3 separate regions of the Sus scrofa genome follow, and all the other regions are linked to region 1. A link is a contact called in public Hi-C data. All regions are on one chromosome and are shown on one strand. Each heading gives the region's core, a stretch centred on a gene start, on an enhancer-like site or on the middle of the called end of the contact. The rest is flanking DNA. Distances are from core to core; before and after follow the strand shown.

What was found. A called contact is a pair of places that touch in the nucleus more often than the background predicts.
Region 2: a Hi-C map of liver shows a contact between it and region 1, with 5 times the contacts expected there. The contact joins two enhancer-like sites. A contact is called at or near these places in 8 of 47 Hi-C or Micro-C datasets (embryonic fibroblasts, epiblast stem cells, heart right ventricle and 4 more) and 1 of 2 datasets of contacts at active chromatin or transcription factors (alveolar macrophages).
Region 3: a Hi-C map of fetal liver shows a contact between it and region 1, with 1.5 times the contacts expected there. The contact joins two enhancer-like sites. A contact is called at or near these places in 10 of 47 Hi-C or Micro-C datasets (brain, embryonic fibroblasts, epiblast stem cells and 7 more) and 2 of 2 datasets of contacts at active chromatin or transcription factors (alveolar macrophages and skeletal muscle).

What each region holds. Positions count from the first base shown.
Region 1 is chr8:47,824,947-47,827,726 of Sscrofa11.1, reverse strand. All of the region lies in intron 15 of FNIP2 (folliculin-interacting protein 2), which reads right to left. Among named protein-coding and RNA genes, the nearest start is that of FNIP2, 120 kb to the right of the region's middle. Within about 2 kb of position 1,371, at least 13 of the 83 cell types and tissues checked have an H3K27ac peak or open chromatin away from gene starts, as enhancers often do. A contact at or near this core is called in fetal liver and liver, where this site is marked.
Region 2 is chr8:48,123,311-48,126,090 of Sscrofa11.1, reverse strand. All of the region lies in intron 3 of LOC110262100 (rap guanine nucleotide exchange factor 6-like), which reads right to left. Among named protein-coding and RNA genes, the nearest start is that of RAPGEF2, 59 kb to the left of the region's middle. Within about 2 kb of position 1,335, at least 4 of the 83 cell types and tissues checked have an H3K27ac peak or open chromatin away from gene starts, as enhancers often do. A contact at or near this core is called in liver, where this site is marked.
Region 3 is chr8:48,104,786-48,107,565 of Sscrofa11.1, reverse strand. All of the region lies in intron 1 of LOC110262100 (rap guanine nucleotide exchange factor 6-like), which reads right to left. Among named protein-coding and RNA genes, the nearest start is that of RAPGEF2, 77 kb to the left of the region's middle. Within about 2 kb of position 1,340, at least 6 of the 83 cell types and tissues checked have an H3K27ac peak or open chromatin away from gene starts, as enhancers often do. A contact at or near this core is called in fetal liver, where this site is marked.

The DNA of each region.
Region 1 (2,780 bases), core at 122-2,621:
AAAATAAGTCTTTCAGATAAACCAAGAAAAAAATGTCTACATAATCCCATTCAGTAAACAAACAAATAAGAAACAAATTTAAAAGAAACTGAGATCCAGACTAGCTTCAAGTATCTGATATGGTAACAAAAGTGTGGATGATGTAAAGCTATTTAAAAATTAACTCAGAGGAGTTCCAGGGTGGCTCAGTGGGTTAAGGATCTGGCAATGTCACTGCTGTAGCTGTGGTTACTGCTGGGGTGCAAGTTTGATTCCTGACCTGGGAACTTCCATATGCTATGGCACAGCCAAAAAAAAAAAAAAAAAATTAACTGGATAAAATTGCAATCATGATTGTCTTCTTCCATCCAGGAGGCACACTATACATGTCAAATGTTCAGGGGTAAGTAAAAAGACACACCATTTCTCTCCATCCCAGGACATTAAAGCCCAAGTCCTTCTGGAAGACTGCACTTGACTTTTTTTTGGAGGGGGGGGGGCCCTGCACCTGGGACATGAGGAAATTTCTGCGCCAGGAGTCAAATCAGAGCTTCAACCTACACCACAGCAACACTGGATCTGAGCTGCATCTATGACCTACACTGCAGCTCACTGCAACATGGGATCCTTATCTCACTGAGGGAGGCCAGGGATACAACCTGCCTCCTCATGGGCACTATGTCGGGTCCTTAACTTGCTGAGCCACAAGGGGAACTCCTGCAGTTGCCTTTTAAGTGGAGACTCAGAAGAGGGTGAAGGATTCTACTGTCATCATCCCAAGAAGGAGGTCTGGTGGGGAAAAGGAATGTCCCCTGAAAGATACGGTGCTTCAACCACTAAGCAATGTTGGTTCAGTAACTGTGCGCTACCTGCATCAGCAACTCTGACAACTGACTGAAACCAGACAGGGCCAGGAAGCGACTGATCGAGCCGAGGCCAAAGGGTACGAGTGTGGCCACTGACAAACATGCTTGAACACAAGCTCCTTGGTAACTGGGCAGTGGTGGACAAAGCATGTTAACCAGTAAACAGTGCCCCAGGGCAATAGGGTGAAAGCTGACACAGTCAAGGCAAGGGCCTAAAGCAACCAAATTCCTTGAAACTGATCCAAGTACAAGCACTTCCCCACCAACTCCTTTGACACAGGCTTGGTGCCCCATGTGTGCAAAAATCGACAGCACAAAAGCCTTCCTGGCCCCAAGCTGAGAGAAGCAGGCGTGGGCAGGTATACAGACAGACGCCCCTCATGGCCAGCATGCACGGGCACAGCTTCCTGACCTCAGTCACCAAAGGAAAACATGCCTGGCTTCCACGGGTCATTCTGTCCCTGTCGCTGCCCTGGTGCCTTTTGCCACTTTGGCTGCCAGGCCTAACTTCCTCCTGTTAACTTCCTCCTCATTTCCCCTTGGACAATGAACTTTCCTGGCTAAATCCTGCAAGGCCCACCCTCCCTGAGTCTTGGGAGGTACCAGGGCCAGTCAGATGCTTCCTCCCTAAAGCAGGGAGCCAAGGACACTCAGGGCCACTGTGTTCCTACCCAGAGAGCAACTCGGAGGTACCTTGTTTCCCACCTACCCCAAGCCTAGTTCTTCAGCCTTCTTACCATTTTTAAGAATCCCTACTTTCCCTCCATTTAAATGAACACAATTTGGGAGTTCCCATTGTGGTGCAGCAGAAACAAATCTGACTAGCATCCATGAGGATGGAGGTTTGATCCCTGGCCTCGATCAGTGGATTAAAGATCCACTGTTGCCGTGAGCTGTGGTGTAGGTCACATACTCGGCTCAGATCTGGTGTTGCTGAGGCTGTATTGTAGGCTGGCAACTGCAGCTCAGACTCAACCCCTAGCCTGGAAACTTCCATATACCTCGGGTGCAACCTTAAAAAATATACTTTTTTTTTTTCTATTGAAAAGAATAGCAAACAGCAAATCAGACAAAGCTGACTGGGCCAATACTTAAGCATTTGTTCAAATAATCCTTTTTTTAAAAAATCTTTCTATGGCTGCACTTGCAGCAGATGGAAATTCCTGGGCCAGGAGTTGAATTGGAGCTGCGAACTTCTGGCAACCTAGGATACTTAACCCACTGATTGAGGTAAGGGATCAAACCCAAATCCTCACAGAGACAATGCTGAGTCTATAAGTGGCTGAGCCACAATGGAAACTCCTCAAATAATCTTAAACATGAGAAATAAAATAATATGACAAAGCAGATTCTTGAATTAATGAAGCCCAGTTTTCCAAGGATGGGTCTCACTTTCTTAGACTTGTTAACCAAATAGTATGGATGCTCATACACATAATGACCCCAAATTTCATTGTCCCCAAAAGGTTTTTGGACCCCTCACTCCTACTCTCCTTATGCAGACATATACACACTCTCCAAAATTGAAAGCAAAGACGGGGCTGCAATGACTTCCCTTTACAAGTTCCTGCAAATTCTTGCCCATGTGTCCTGAATTCACAGCAAGATTAAAATGGCTCACCATCAATGTACCTGGTCCTTATGAGCAAAGAAAAGGAAATGTGGACATATAAAAAATCTGTACTTCGGGAGTTCCTGTCATGGCTCAGCAAAAATGAATCAGACTAGTATCCATGAGGACGCAGATTCAATCCCTGGCCTCGCTCAATGGGTTAAGGATCTGGCGTTGTCGTGAGCTGTGGTGTAGGTTGCACTTGCAGCTTGGATCCTGGATTATTGTGGCTGTGGCGTAAGACAGCAGCTACAGCTCCGATTCAACTCCTAGCCTACGAACCTCCATATGCTGAGGGTATGACCTAAAAAGGACCCCCCCCC
Region 2 (2,780 bases), core at 86-2,585, 300 kb before region 1:
TCAAAGCAAATCAGCAGCAAATCACTGCTTCCCCTCAAGCATCCTTTACCACTTTCCCAACTACTGAATGCTTGACAGCAAAGCCTCAAGAAAACAGGAAGGAAAATATTGTCAAACAAGTTTTAGTACAAGTGGAACCATGAAAGTAAATTTATTTCTCAAATGAAAATGCCTATTACTTCCAAACAGAATTTATACCCTTTTCTCTCCAATTTTTAGTCATTAGCTTTGCAATCAACAATCATTTACCTAGTTTAGGGGAGGAAATGTACTTGTCTTTCCTTTTTTTTTTTTCTTTTTAGGGCCACACCCAGGGCATATGGAAGTTTCCAGGCTAGTGGTCAAATTGGAGGTGCAGCTGCTGGCCTACACCACAGCCACAGCAATGCTGGATCCAAGCCATATCTGCAGCCTATGCTGCAGTTTGCAGAAACACCAAATCCTTAACCCAATGAGTGAGGCCAGGGATCAAATCTACATCCTTACGATTACTAGTTGGGTTCCTAACCCACTGAGCCACAAGGGGAACTGTACCTGTCTTTCTTAACATAGGGTGACAGCATTATTACTAATTCTGATTTACGTCAAGTAAAAATGTGTTCTGTCAGATGCAAGAATGGTGTAAGTTTTTTATTAACAAGTAATAAAACACTGAAATACCAAGAAGAAAAAATGAAATACCTTGTAAACTTATTTGAATCTGCTCTTGCACTTATGATGTTCCCTTTATCACCAAAAGGTTGGTCAAGGAAAATGAATTCTAGAAAAGCAGGAAATCAGGGTTGATCACCACTTACTAACTAAGCCTATGGTCAGAGCTGTGCAAAGATGCTCGGCCACACAAACAACGATCATTCTGTAGTTGTTACCTTGGTGCAAAGTACAACAAAGGCTGTCACGGTCCGGATTAACTGTGATGCAGAGAGTAGAACAAATATTCCCTGGCTTGTCACTGATTCCGTATCTGTTCATTTTGAAGGCAAATGACTATGGACAAAATTAACACAGGGTTTGTAAACTCAGCTTTCCTGGCTCTGATCTTCAAATACACATGAAGTGAAAGACACCCAGAGTCCAAGGTAGATAGATACTGTGACAGTAAATGTACTGGCCCCTGAACACTCCCAGACTTCCTTCACATCAGGAAGACCTCGGCAAAGAGCTGAGGAAGTCAGGCTGAGAAACTGGCCCTCTCAACCACTCCCACTTACTGGGTGATTCCAGCTGCCTGCTGGACAAGCTGTTTCTCCCCCTTTATTGAAAAGTTCAAATGGTAACTCACCAGAGCTGTTTTGGCTTGAGCAGATATTTGCAGAGAATGATCAAACATTTACTGGATTTGGTGAGTGTTGACAACATGCCATGCCAAACAGGAGTCATGATGGCTTTATTACTGAGTTGTCTCTTTTAAAGATGTATGCCCAGAGAAAGACAAATATCATTTGATACCACTTATACATGGAATCTAAAATGAACTTATTTGTAAAATAGAAATAGATTCACAGACATAGAAGACAAACTTATGGACACCAAAGGGAAAAAGAAGGGAGGAATAAATTAGAAGTTTGGGATGAAAAGATACACACTACTATAGATAAAACAGATAACCAACAAGGATATAGCCCAGGAAACTCTATAATCTTATAACCTATAAGGAAAAGAATCTGAAAAAGAATAGATATACATGTATAACTGAATCATTTGCTGTACACCTGGAACTAATGCACATTGTAAATCAACTATACTTCAATAAAAATTAAAATATTCATGCTTTACAAAAATAAACTAATTAGAACTAAGAATACAAAAACACTGAGTCTCATTTTAAAGATGTTTTGGAAAGAGCCACAAGCCAGGAAATCCTCCCCTCCACCTCTCCTCATTCCTGTACCCCAAGGTTGGTTTCTGGTCTGAAAATTCCCTATTGTGAGATGCCACCAAAAAATCTGTTTTACTTAATCAGCCAGAAAATTCTCCTGACTTCATGAGAAACGGCCAGGCTCCCCGCTCAGTCTCTCATTCGCAGAGAGGCATCAGGCAGGCAGTGTTTCAACAGGAGGCACACCTTGCCTCCCCTCCAGCTCTGCAAACACTCCCCTCAGTGCAGCTGCCACCTGGTGGCTCCGTGCAGGCCTAGCGATGGCTGTGTGTTTTCTAAGAAAAGGTGAAGGAGGAGAACCTAGCAGCAACAGCACTGAACTTTTCCACACTTAGAGGGAAGCAGAATGAATCTGAGATCTCACTTGCAGACATACGGGCAATGTGGCAGGCTAACAGAAGCTGACTAGTATAATAACAGTTATTATTAATCCTATTACCTAGGACTCACCCTGGGAGTTGATTCCGTCTAGTGGTTCTCAAGCTCTGATGAGCATGTGACTCACCTAGAATGCCAGTCAAAACTGTGTGGTCCCAGGCTCCCCGGGACCGGTCCTCTGGCAGCAGATCCATCACTTCACCTTCTAAACAACAACCTGGGTCGCTCTTATGTACAGGGCTTGTCAAGTTAAAATCAAACCCCAACAGGAACAAATGGCAGAAAAAACTACAATCCTGTCCTTACTGATGTGACTAGTTGCATCTGCTTTATTCACTCATGTCATTTTAATTTTTCTCAAAATAGTTGTCTTATGTTTTAAAATTATGAGCTAAGGCATCCCACCGAGGGTTGCTGACATGGCAATCTTGGATAAACTCTAACTTGCCATTTCCAAATACCATAGTCTTACATCACCAGGAACAGGGAGAAAAGGGAAGCCCAAAGATTAAAGAGGTGCATC
Region 3 (2,780 bases), core at 91-2,590, 280 kb before region 1:
CCTCACTGCACCATCAGACTCAAGAAGCAGGTTTCTCTCCTGAATGTGTGCAGCCACATAAATAAAACACCTTCATCTCATATAATCAGAATGTTCTGAGAGAGGGCCAGCTGAAAGGCATGTCACTGAAGCAACAGGAACCAAGGAACATATGACCTGCATGATCATGACCTTCATGAACCAAGGAACGTATGCCCGTGCAGCCGTTTTGTGTATTTCAGAGATTTAGCTAGACTTCGGGCTTCTAAAGTGAAGTTCACAATCACATCCACAGTTTCTTCTGTTACTCTTAGTTGGCTCAAAAGAAACTTGTTTTCCCAGCCTGTACCGCAAGGAGCCGGCAAGCCCTCGGAGCAGACAGGGTCACTGTACACAGAGCTGTTGCCTAGAAGGCAGTTTCATTTACCTAGAATAGATGGCTTTACAGCTGGATGCACCTCACCCTGAGGTCCCTTCTTAGGAATGAATGGAAAGAATGTTTAGAAATTTATGTCTAGAAGGCAGGGGGCAATCTCTGCTCTCAGCCCATCCCGGATGAAGGAAGACGGAGCAGAGGCCCCAGGACAGGCCAGCTCTGTGACTCTGTGGCTGGGCTTCCCCTCAGTAAGGAGCCCAGTGACCACATGCTGGGTTTACCTAAGCTTAAGAGGTGGCCAGTAAGGCAAGAGGAAGACACGCTCTTCTCCTCACTCCCAGGGGCAAGGTGGACCAAGCCATATTTTAAAAGAGGCAAATGGGGCCTTTTGAATCTTCCTATCAATTTTTTCTACCCTCTCCCCAGGCATCCAGTGACCCTGCTTCACTCCCACCCTAGGCACCCTGTCCTGGGCTAAAAGCTAAAGGAAGACAATCTGAACACACAGGGGAGTGGGACCTGGAACATTCCCCAGGGAGCTGGGCATGTGCGTTTCCTGGGTGCAAACAAACCTCTAGGCAGTCGGAGATTCCTGCCCACCCCTGGCGCTTGTCCATTTCCCAACCCTCCTCTCCCCTCCTGGTTGGCCTTTATTAAAATAACCTCTGAGCAGGCATGGAATTGCCTTCACCCAGCAAGAAAAGGCAAAGGCAGAGGAGGTGCTAAAGAGTCCTGCTCTCCAAACAGACCAGAAATCTGGCCCTGCTGCCCAAGCAGCGTCCCCAAGCAAGCTTCCCCTTTAGCCAAGGAGTTACATTCTTAGATAGATTTTTCTCTCTTTCTCTCTCCTCCTCCCTCTTTCCCTCCCTCCCCCCCCTTCCCTTCCCCCCTCCCCCTCCTTCCCTCTCCCCACTCAAACAAGAGACACTCACAGTGCCATTTCAACAAACTAGAGTATAGGGGAAAAACAAAACAAAACAAAACCCTGAATCATTCTGACTACAGACACTTTGATCTGCAAACAACCTTCTAACCTTTCCACTGTACCTCCTAACACAAAGCCCACAAGACCATTGCTACTTTAAAGCCTCCTGAAAAAGGTAGGCTATTTTCCTCCCAAATTCTCTAGGGTTGGATACAAACAGGAACATGTTGCTTTAACCAGAAGGGGCATCTTTCAGAACAATAGGCCTTTTCTAGGAAGGACATCCTTTTTTCAAAAATAGATGTGATGTGAAGGCAGAGAAAAGTCATAAAACCACTGTGGCCCAGTAGTTGACCAACTAGAATGCAGTTTTCATGAAAAAGACTTTTTTTTTTTTTGCCCCAATGTAAACTATGTATTGAAACTCAAAACCATCCTCTGAGAGTTCCTACTGTGGCTCAGCAGTAAGGAACCTAACTAGTAGCCTTGAGAATGCAGGTTCAATCCCTGGCCTCGCTCAGTGGGTTACGGATCCAGCGTTGCCATGGGCTGTGTGTAGATCACAGATTCGGCTCAGATCTGGCATTCCTGTGGCTGTGGCGTAGGCCAGGGGCTGCAACTCTGATTTGACCCCCAGCCTGGGAACCTCCATATGCCATGGTGTGACCATTTAAAAAAAAAGAAAAAGAAAAAAAAATGCAGCCTCTAAGTTCTTTAGGAGAACTGCCTCTTCACAGCCTACCAGAGATCTCTGCTCAGGCTGGGGCTATGAGTAAGTACAGGCCAGGTCTAGCAGGAAAGAAGTTGGGAGAGCCCTCCACCTAGGTACCTTCTCTAATACCTCCTCAGAGACTCACTCAGTGCATAGTCGGCACCAGAGCAAACCAAGAATTCACTGGAAACTGGGGTTTCATTTCCCTTCTTTACCTGTCTGGGGACTAGCTAACAACCTTCTGTGTATTTTAACATGGTCTTTGAAAAGCTGAGAGAGGAAAACCATCCCTCACTGTGCCCACATAACAGACTCTCTGTAAATGGGGGGGCAGGGCATATTTTGCACTATAGCATGAGGGAAAAAAAGATCCTTTTCCTTTAAAGTGAGTTCTGTCTTACATATAAAGCTATGTACTTAAACCGTAATCAGACACAGTAAGGTGGTCAGAGGTACAACCTTCCAGTTATACGACAATTTTTTTTAAAACAAGAATTAAGGTTGTGGGGAGTTCCCTGGTGGCCTAGCAGTTAGGACTTGGTACTTGTACCCCTGCAGCCTGGGTTCAATCCCTGGTCTGGGAACTGAGATCCTACACTAGGCTGTGGCATACCATAGGCAAAAAAAAAAAAAAGAAGAAGAGGCAGAAGTAATGTTGATTCCTTTAAAAAGACTGTATTTCAACCATCAAAGAAACAAAGGCCAAGACCGCTACAGTCCACGGCCTCTGGAGCCCACACAGTGAGCATCAGGCAGCTATGGGCTGGTACCAGGGGAGGCGCAGGGGT